Regions from separate parts of the Gossypium hirsutum genome. Here region 1 is linked to region 2. Evidence: chromatin contacts called from public Hi-C data. All regions are on one chromosome and are shown on one strand. The core of a region is the stretch at or near the end of the contact, and the rest is flanking DNA. Distances in the headings are between cores, read along the strand shown.

Region 1 (5,756 bases), core at 1,916-4,415, 290 kb before region 2:
TGGTAACGATTAGCCATTGGAATGGTTAATCATGATCATTTTGGTATTTTGTATGACAAATTCTAGTTGATTCATGGAAAACCATGAAATAGGTAAAGTTCACCTTAAAAACAGATGCTGACAGCAGCAGTAGTGTGGATTTGAAAAATTACTAAAAATAGTAGGAATGGAATTAAATAGTGAATAAATTATGTAATCGAACCTTGATGAATCTACTTTCATATGGAAGAAACGAAACGATCATATGAGTCGTATTTTAGGAGATATTTAAGTTTTCGTGGAATAGGGCCAGAGCGATTTCTGGATCCCCTGATCTGACTTTGGAAATTCACTATAAATTAACCAGAGATAATTAGAGGTCATGCCATATATGTATAGATTCCGTTTTTAGTCTAGTTTCGTTAGAAACAAATGGCATAAGTAATGAAGCCCTGTACAGGATGATATATAAGTCGTAATGCATGAAGGTCAGAGCAGTCGAACCCTGAAACAGGGGAGACTTTAACTAATAAACTGTACTAATTGGCTCAACCAAAAATTCTAGAAAATAATTTGTAGATGGATATATGAGTCTAGTTTCAGGTAAAATTTACGAAACTGGTTTTCGAGTTTTGGAACTCAATATATGATTTTTAAGGTAACAGTGATGCAGTTAGCCAGCTTGTCTGGAAAATTTTTTTTGGACTGTGAGAATAAATGAAATAAGTCCGTAAATACCTCGTGTTCGACTCCGAAAACGGTCTCTGGTACGGGGTGTTACAGGGGATTTAGTTTATTTGAGGCTGCAACCCTATAGGCAACAGACAGAAGAATTCTTAATCAGAAACTATCTCCAAAGTTCTATGGACCTTTTCCTGTGATCCAGAAAGTGGGAGAGGTGGCATACACTCTTCAGTTACCACCGGGGTCTCGTATTCATCCCACTTTTCATGTCACTTAGCTGAAGAAACATGTAGGTGCATCATCTGCTCAGGCTCATTTGTCATTGGTGGATATTCATGGAGTATTGCCAAAAGAACCAGTTCGGATTTTGGATAGAAGAATAGTCAAGAAAGGCAATATAGCTGTTACTGAAGTCTTAGTGGAATAGGCTAACTATTTTCCTGAAGATACGTCATGGGAGTCTCTCGACCTGCTTCAAACCAAATTTCCTCATTTTCATCCTTGAGGACAAGAATTTTTCCTAGGAAGGAAGTACTGATACGGGCTAGAAAACAAGGAGCAGAAAATAGAAGATAAAAGGAAAGAAGTTAGTTTAAACAGTTAACCTCATTTAATTAAAAGTAGAGTTTTGATCTTAAGTAAAACGGAGAGTTTTGATTCTAAGGTTAAAATAGTAAACAGGGCGCAGAACATTAGTGAAACGTTGCATTTGGTTATAACAGAATTTTCCACGCTATTCTTTTGTTATTTTCTCTTATTAAACATGAGTTGTATAGGGCAAGCAGTTATCAATATACAGATGAACATTTAGATTTCTCTCTTCTTCCTCGTTTTTCTTCTTCTCTCTCAATCTTCTTTTACTCTAAGTTTTGTCGTGCAACAAGGTGTCGTCGCCACTCGCTACCATCCTATGATGCCTCTGTAGCTCCTGTATTGCTTCCCTCAATCAGTCCTCAGCCTCAGGTAGTCGTCACTCTCCTCCGCGCTGTCTACCAACAACCACGCCGTGGAAATCAAGTTTTTAGAGAGAGTCGACATTTTAAATTCGATAATAATTGATAAGTTAGTTCTTTTTAATTAACTTTATTGTTGTAATAAAAACATTTTTTATTTCTCTCCCTGTTTGTCTTAATTTTCCTGTAAAATTTCAAAAAGAAAATGCTGCATGGTGATTTTTTTTACAAATGGCATTAATATCTAGAATTAAATGGGTAAGGTACTCAAACTGACTTAAAAAAAATTGAAGTACCAAAAAATGGGTATAATTTAGAGGGTAATATTTGAAATAAGCCTAACAAGAAAATGGATATGTAGTAGTATTTTTTACTCATGAGACCGCAGATCCAATTTCTATCATCTTTTCATATCTTCAAGCATTATTGCACATAAGCTTGTCGGTAGGAGATTGGGAGCCATTAATATAATAATCCTCCATTGTATGGCTATTAGATTCTATCATGTCAAGCAATTAGCAATCGTCCAGCCGAAGTGATCTTATCACTACCCTTTGCTTCTTTTAACCACTGTTTTCAATTTGTTAACTGGGGATTCCATTCATTTGTGTAAACATTGGATTTTGGGTTTGGGGAAACAGTATTCATGATAATCACACGGCCACAAAAGACATTTTCATAAAGCTGCCGTATGTGTATATATATATATCCATGTCATCGTCATCCACTTGCTAAATTCCTGAGTGTACACGGACTAAAGAATATATTCTTTCTTATAATTATATATAAATCAGAAAATTTTATTATAACAGTACTGGAAGGAGAAAGATATGGAAGATAATCAAAATGTCAAGTGAAAAATGGAACAAGATTAAAGATAAGTTTTATATTGTTGTTCTGATTCTGTAGTGGTGGAATCCGATTCTATAGTGGCTGCTTCTCGGTACACCAATACTCGATATCAACCTTGGCGCCCCTGGGAGATTCTTAAACCACTTAACCACTTGTGGTTGAACATGAAGACAGTGGTTTTTGTCAACGTTTGGCGCCACACCTCCTAAGGGGGCCTTTATCGATCAGCTGCTCACTGTGTGTTGCTTCTTGCTGGTTTTGTTCTACTCCTCAAGGCGTGTACTGCTTTGTTGTTTCTATTTGCTAACTGAATTCATATTTTGTTGGAAGAAAAGACAAAAACAAATACTATCATTAGGCATCCGCGACGAAGGTTTTGGCTTTCGATGGTCAAAGAAAGAGAAAGGTACTTTTTGTTTTTTTGGGTTCCTTTAATAATGGGTGGGGAGAATTTGATATATTTCTCTCCTAATCTTCCTCCTCTGAAGCATTTTTACTATAAGTTAGCAATCTTTAATACTATAAGTTAGCAATCTTTAATAAAAAGAAACTTTGCTATTACAAAAAATAAACTGTTCGTTAATATGATAATTTTCAAATAAAATAATAAAATGAAAGAATTCTTAGTATAAAACAAAAGGTTCCAAGGATGATGAGTCAAAAAGTAACTTATGTGAAGTGTGAAGACCATTCTCTCCTCCAAGTTGAAATGAAACCATCAAATGCTCTTCCCTTCCCCTCTCTTTAAATACCCCCACCACTCTCACCATGCTTTTCTACTCACACTCGAGATCAAATACCAACATAATTACCCAAGTTGAGAATAGGAGAGAGAAAAAACAATGGTGGGTTCCCCCCCCCCCGCCCTTTTAATTTTTTTATTTTGCTGCTCTTTTTATGTTGTCATCTCACTCATTATTCGTCCTCTCGTTGCTTCATTCAAAGTACAAACAACAGACAACAAACCTATGTTGCTTTCCTAGATACTATTACTAACTCGCCTTTTATTGTACAGGAAGGAGGATACCAGGATAATAGATGGGAAGGGTATGTGGATTGGAGGGGCAGACCTGCTTTAAGGGGCCAACATGGTGGCATGGTGGCTGCCTCCTTTGTCTTGGGTTAGTTACCTGATCTATTCCTTTTTGTTGCTTTTGACACAAATCAAGGGTGAGCTTCCGCTGTAGGCTTATTTTATAGGTTGGTTCCATCGCTTAGTTTAATGATAAATTTTGGCTGTACGTAGTTGTGGAAGTGCTGGAGAACCTGGCCTACTTGGCAAATAGTAGCAACCTGGTGCTGTATCTGTCAAAGCACATGCACTTACCTCCATCAAAATCGGCAAACGATGTCACCAATTTCATGGGGACAGCCTTCCTTCTGGCTCTGCTTGGGGGCTTCTTATCCGACACTTTCTTCACTACTTTTCACATCTACCTCATAAGCGCACTCATCCAATTCCTGGTACTCCATTTTCACACACTTATCTTTAGAACTCTCTATGTATTGTTTCATTATTGCACTTCATCCGCATTGTGGTTGTCATAAATAAAAGACACGGGCAAAAATCTGATAGTGTTCCCTCCCTGCGAGTTCGGTATAAACAAAAAAACCCAGTCCGCCTAGATACAACAACTAACGTGGCCTTAGTAAAAAATGTCAGTATATTTGTCCACTTTCTTTCGGATCCCAAAAGTAAACTAATTCTGAGATAATAAAACAGGGTCTGTTTCAATTCAACCTTCCATCACATATTGGAACTTCCAACAACAATCGGTTATGTTAGCTATGCTTTCAAATGCCTCGTATTCCATTAAAGAAATTCCTTTTTTTCTTATCCATAAATTGGGAAGTGGGGCGAGTGGGTCCTGGAGTAGGCCAATGTTGGGGTATTAGTCATGGGACTTATCCTTACAAAGCCGACGCCTTGGGATTTTAGTTTAACGATAAGAGAGCTTTAGCTCTACACATACCGCATGAGTGTCAAACAGTCGCTGGAGCTCCTACCCTATGTCGTACGTCTAATACACGGTAATTTTCAACTCTCATCCACCAATCACTGTACAGTATGTGGCTGGAGAAAGAGACGAATCCGAAGAAAATCCTGGGAAAACCAAATCCATTTAATAATGGGTGCGTAGCTTTCTTCGAATGAAAAAGGGAAATGAAGCAAAGGTTGCTCATTTCATTTTAGGCAGGTTCATGAACCACGTGGGCGGCCATTGATAGAGCCCAAGCGAAACTTGAAAGTCTATTTAACTGAGAATCATGCTCACCCTGCACAATTCAATATAACAAAGCCATGTCGTCAACAACCCGGTTTCTTTACAGCGACATATCATTGAAATCTTCGCAGTGCAATCCTTGTGTGGCTAACGCCACATAACGGAAAAACCAAATTGAACGGCCCAAGAAGTTGGACCTTAATGCTATCGGCTTTTCGGTTTAGTATGTGGAAATCAATCATATAGGGAACTGACGAATCAGTTTGATCCAGGCGTACTCATCTCCTCTTCCCTATCTATTATACAACCTTGGATGCTGTGTATGTATGGATTTCGGACTTGAAAGTCTTTCTTATGTTTGAAAACTGCATGAAACCGAGTTTACCTAGCTGTATAAGGAATTGAATGCAAGCTTCATTTCTTCCCATGAATGCCTTAAAAGAGATACAAAGGAAAGAGAAAGGAATGCTTATTATGAATCAAAGTTATTCAAATTAATTGCTGGGGGACTTCTAAAGTCTACACACTTGCTAATTGAGCAGGCATGCCTAACCAATTGTGGTCCTTGAAACAGGGGTCGGTCATTCTTGCAATGCAAGCTCGGACTGCTTCCCTAAAGCCACGAGAATGTAGTCCATCAACCACCTCCATTCCATGCCATGAAGTTGGAGGCGGGAAAGCAGTAATGCTGTTCACTGGCCTCTATCTTGTGGCGCTTGGTGTTGGAGGGATAAAGGGTTCCTTACCAACACATGGCGCTGAGCAGTTTGATGCCAACACCCCACAGGGAAGGAAGCAAAGATCCACCTTCTTCAACTACTTTGTATTCTGTCTCTCATTCGGTGCACTCATAGCCGTCACATTTGTTGTGTGGGTTGAAGATAATATGGGATGGAAGTGGGGTTTTTCCATCTCTACAATTGCAGTATTGTTGTCAATCGCAATCTTCCTTGCTGGTTCGGCTGTTTACAGGAACAAAATACCCTTTGGCAGCCCTCTTACAACCATTGGCAAGGTAAAAGCTACTTCAATTATCAGACCCCACCTTGATGCCATTCCTGTA
Region 2 (5,659 bases), core at 1,433-3,932:
CATTGCATGTCACATCATTGGCCGATTATACCATCAATAACGCTAACTTTTAACAGTACAATTTGATAAACTTTTTAACAAAAAAATTAATTTACTCTTTAATCTAACGTACATAAACTAATTTATCTATTTTATGAGTAGAAAGGATAAAAATAAAAAGGCAATTTAGCTTCTAACTCCATGGTGGTTTTACCACATTTGCACTATTCTTAAACTAAATCAATTGGCATCCGTTAGCAACAGCACTATATTTTGTTTAATTGGGACGAGGAATGGACTCCACTAATAATATTAGGTAGTTCTCCCAAATTCCAGGTCCTCGAGGGCTGAAGCAAAAGCACATAATTCCATTCCGTATGCTACTAATTTACATTATACTATTACACTAACAAAGTGATCAGGCTCTTGCATTGCTACTCCTTGATTAAGCCACGACTGGAAAGGCCCCTTCCTTTTCCTATTGGATCCTCTTTCTTAAGATATTATAATTTCCTCATCCTCTGCCTGCCAAGTTTAATGACTGAAACAACTTAAGTAATAGCATGTAAGCAACATTTGCATTTCACAGATGAATAGGCTACAGCCTCGTTTTTTTAAACCAAAAAAAAAAAAAACACTGTACGCCCTAGCAAATTTAACATAACAAATTGCCAATTTCAGTTCGCCAATCACAATTATTTTTTCAATCCAAGATCATGAAAAATCCGTCAAAGAACATTATTACTCTCCCGAGTCTTCCAGACTTCCGGTTTCAACAATCAAAAGTAAAGGCCTCCCTTCATTCAAACAATGATATTACCTTTCCCTACGGCTTGAGTGCCAACGCCAGCCCGACTTTAGCACTCTTTTCAATTGCTCTGGTGTCCACCTCTCCAGAGATAGTGAAGAGGGATTTTGGGCGCCACTCATGCTGGATAAGAGCACTTGCTCTGCCGTAGTTGTTCAGTCGAGTCCTCACTGTGGTCAACGGGTCAAGAGCATGCTGTGTACCGATTGTGAGAGTGTTCTCATTACTTGAAAAGCTATGGGTCAGCTCCGCACCAACCGCTGTGTTCGTCAATGGGCTAACAATGTGGTAGTAGGAAGCATTAAGAGTGTCACCTTTATCATTTCTGTGGTTATCGACAAATTAACCTCATCAAAACCACAAGCACAATAACAGAATACATGCACAAGCTACAGAAAGAAAAAACCAGTTTACTGGAAGTTCCATATGAAAATATGGATATGTGAATAAGTAAACTAAAAGTTAAAGCCAACTCCGCCGAGGAACTACATACAATGTTAGGGAAGCAATGAGGTCAGAATGGGTGAAATTCAGCCCAGCATTCAATTTGGTAAAGTTTCCACTGGCGGTGTCAAATGAGAGATCAGTCCCCACTGAGACACAATTGTTTCCAACCACCCCAGAGAAGTTAACAAGGGGATTAGCATTCAAACCAATGCTAGTGCTTATGCCGGCATATTCATGCTGGTATTGCAGTTCCACCTGTCACAATAATGACAAAGACCATGTCATGACCACATGATGAAACCTATAAGTTTACAGAAGTAAATGACAAACATAGCTACAGCTAGCTACCTAAACCAGGATGTAGAAAATGTTGGCATTATTAAAAAAAAAAAAAGGAAGTTAATGGCATGAGTAAGGAAGTCTATTACCTTGCCAGACCTTTGATCAGGGACAATAAAACTAAAGATTGTCTTCAATCCAGGTGCAGGTTCATCAACAGTAACAGTGGCAAAAAGCTATTGAAAAAAAAAAACAGAATGAGATAATACTTAAGCCAAGACTGAATTCACCCGGACAATGAGTAAAAACAGTACAAGACCAAAACATTGCTTACCTTTGTATTCATCGTAATGAGATAGCATGCAATGATTATATGAACACGACCTTTAAAATTCGAAGACTTATCTAATTGTTCTACAACTTACATTAGACTTAGTGTCAACTTTGACATTGGTTGTGATGTTATTGTTCTTCAGCTCAGTACTTACATCAGCCAAAAGCAGTTCACCTTTCTTAATCCCAGTTGATGTGATTGCCTGACATAATTGAAAAGGGAAAAAATGAGCCAAAATCATAAATCTCTAGATCAATCATAAATTCATAAGATCAGATATTCATGCGAGCGTATTGGAAAAAATTATATACAAATAAGAGAAAAAAATTCATATACAAATTAATAGGCTTTGCTAAAATATGAATTACGAATTCGTTTATGACAAAGAAAATAAATTAAAACAATCGGAACTGAAGAGAGCAGATGTTTCACCATATCATCTGGAATATTTAAAAATAAAATTAAAAGAAAAACTCACGACTCCATTGGAGGTATAAGTAGTGACAGTGAACTTGTGGTCGGCCTGGTAATCCTTGTAAAGAATATCTGAAATTAAAACAAAAACAAAAATGAACAAAGGAAGCTGAAATGAAAAATAAACTATAAAAGGAGAAAAAAACTTCACCTCTAGGCTTTTTTCCGATATCGGAGTAGAGACCAGGTCCTTTCCCCATGCTTGATTTCGCCGAGAAAATGGAGAGGAAAGTGAGAAACGAAGGCTGGTTGCGAAAGACAGGGATGGAAAAGAATAATAATAATAATAATAATTGAAAAACCGTTTAATTTGAAAATAAAAGGAGTTTTATGGACCGTTGATCATGAAGTGAGAAAGCCTTGGCCGCTGATATCAGGAATGGGCACATTGGGCAATTCGTCGCCTGATCACGTTTTTAAGTAGAAGTCTATTATTATTAGGATAAACTACACAAATGGTCATCTAATTATACCCACATTCTTATTTTAGTCACTTAATTTTAAAAATTTTCAATTTAGGCACTAACATTTGAATTATTTTTAGTTGCTCCCATGTTAATTTTTAACTGTTATAATAACACATTTAGTCCTCAATACTTACATATTCTATTAATTTGATCCTAATTTTAAATAATTAAATAAATTTAACCTTTCATATTTACAAATTCTATCAAATTGATCCTTAAACTTTCTAACCAAAGCTTCTAGCTTTCAAAGCAAAGGCAATCCACATCTATTAATTGTTTTATTTAGGTTGAAATTATCCAATTAATGTACATAACCCTTTTTGTTTATATTTTTAAGAAGTTAGTGTTCAAAATGAACTAAACACTATTAAAATAATAGAAAATAAAAAATTTAAAAATATATTATATAATAAAATTATATAATAATTTAATATTTGTAAGAAATAAATTTTCACTCTACTAGAATAATTTTAGTTTTTAATTAATTTGATAAATAATTTAACACTAAATTAGATTATTAATATATACTACTTATTGTGGATTTAAAAATTAAAAATAAATAGTTACATGATAATCTTTTAATCAATTTATAAAATTTTAAAAAATTAATGAACAAAAGGATATTCAACTAATTCTTTCATTTTTTTCTTATGATATAATTATTGATTTAACAATTGGATTTTTCAAAGCCATATTTTTTAGCTCTGAATTTAATTTTCAATTTCCAGAACCTACTTCGAGGACTATTTCTATGTACTTTGAAAAAAATGTCATATTGTTAACAATAAGAGTAAATCTAAAGTGTTCTTTTTAACCTTTTTTTCCATTTTCTTTAGTCAAATTTTTATCAATAAAAGCGCTATACAATACTATATTTAGAAGAAAACTAATGAAAATAAAGAGAAAGGGAGAGAAATGTTCAAGATAAACCAATTGGTATCTAAAATTGGCTCAGAAAATGGCTCATTAGTTGAGAGAAGTTTTTCTTTTTTTCTTTTTGGGTTTTACAAATTTATAGATGTGGATTGCCTCTATTTTAAAAGTTGAAAGCTTTGATTAGAAAGTTTAAAGATCAAATTGATAGAATTTGTAAAAGTGAATAGTTAAGTTTATTGAATTATTTAGAATCAAGCGGGTGACCAAAACAGGAACAAATTCAAATGTTAGTGCCTAAATTGAAAATTTGAAAGTTGGATGACAAAACTAGAAACGTGGGCATAGTTGAGTAATGTTAGAATTAAGTGATCCGAATCCTTATTTAAATAAAATACAGTGGTAAAATAAAATGAAAGTAAAATTCTTATAGAACTACACTTTTTATTATTATTTTAAAATAAGGTTTTTTAAACCTTAATAAACTTCATTTATTTGATATTGATTAGAATAAGGTGTTTCAATCTTACTACACTCCTTCTATTAGAATATGGTTTTACAAGCCTATAAATAGACATAGCTTACTCCTTTTGTAATCATTCGAATTCGACATAGTGAATTATCTTCTCCTCTACCCGTAGTTTTTTCCTGAAAGGGTTTCCACGTAAAAATCTGTGTGTTCTTTTTTTTTCTTTTCTTTATCAACGTTCTATTTTTTTTCACAAATTAGTATCAGAGCTTCTGGGTTGTTCATCTCAATCATGGTAATGGCGTATTTGAAGTATGAAATTTCGCTGTTGGATTGCAACACCAGATTCGCGTTGTGGCAGATAAAGATGCAAACAGTTCTTGCACAGATGGACTTAGTCGATGCCCTACTAGGGACAGATTAGATGCATTCGACATTGACTGAGGAAGAGAAGAGGCGTAAAGATCGAAAGGCGTTATCATTGAAAAACGTTAACACCGAAAGGCGTTAACACAATTACATCAACATTTGGCTAACGAAATTTTGCAAGATGTAATGAAAGAGAAAACCACCACTGTGTTATGGAAAAGGCTGAAACAAATATGTATGTCAAAAACTCTAACTAGCAAGTTGCATATAATGTAACACGCCTTACCCATATCCTAAGCCGGGACAGGGTTTGAGGCGTTACCAGACTTAACCATAAACATTCATACAAAACTGGGCCATAAAATTTGGACCAAATCAAATTCATCCAATCACATGCATATCGTCCCTTATACGGGCCCATGAGGCCTAAAACATACGTTGGGAGTTGTTTGGGACTAAACCAAAAACTTTTGAAACTTTTACGACACTTAGAAAATTTTCGTACTTTGGAGAGTCACACGCCCGTGTGAGTAGGCTGTGTGGTCATACACATGCCCGTGTCGCTTGGGATACGCCCGTGTCCTCAACCCATGTAACTCTCTATTTATGACGTCATGCACAATTTGAGGTAACACGGCCAAGTCACACGCTCGTGTCTCAGGGCCATGTCCTTCACACGGCTAAGACATACGGCCGTGTCTCTGCCCGTGTGGCCAAGGAAATAACTATTTACCAAGCCATTTGCCACCCTCATTTTGCACATTCACATACACACTTTCAATTGAACTTGTCATGACACAATTAAGCTACCAACACAACCATAATCAAGGTTTCAACATATCAAAACAATTATTTACTGTTCATAACAAAACTGTCCACTTGAGTCATAGTAACAAATTTATTTATATCTTGAGTTATAGAACTCTAAATTAAAATCCGCTTGATTTTTCCGAAACTAGGCTCAAATATATGCCTACCATAAAATTTTCAGAATTTATGGTTTAGCCAATAAGTACAATTAATTCTTCAAATTCATCCCTATTTTGTTGTTTGACAGTTTCGACCTTTCTTCACTAAAGATTACTAATCTCTTAATACGGGATTCGGATGATGTTCCCGTTTATTTCTCTTGAAATTAGACTCATTAAGAAATTAAAAAT

The links. A called contact is a pair of places that touch in the nucleus more often than the background predicts.
Region 1: a Hi-C map of leaf shows a contact between it and region 2, with 2.1 times the contacts expected there. The contact joins the promoter of LOC121202954 here to the promoter of LOC107887240 in region 2. A contact is called at or near these places in 3 of 34 Hi-C or Micro-C datasets (all in leaf).

What each region holds. Positions count from the first base shown.
Region 1 is chrA03:64,559,178-64,564,933 of Gossypium_hirsutum_v2.1, reverse strand. It overlaps LOC121202954 (protein NRT1/ PTR FAMILY 4.6), which reads left to right and starts at 3,165. Exons shown (of 5, transcript XM_041098009.1): 1 at 3,165-3,313; 2 at 3,484-3,589; 3 at 3,715-3,932; 4 at 5,268-5,708. The coding sequence starts at 3,311.
Region 2 is chrA03:64,266,760-64,272,418 of Gossypium_hirsutum_v2.1, reverse strand. LOC107887240 (mitochondrial outer membrane protein porin of 36 kDa) reads right to left here and starts at 2,682. Exons shown (of 7, transcript XM_041093681.1): 1 at 2,473-2,682; 2 at 2,326-2,393; 3 at 1,939-2,049; 4 at 1,663-1,749; 5 at 1,281-1,489; 6 at 800-1,112; 7 at 165-504. The coding sequence starts at 2,521. The coding sequence ends at 806.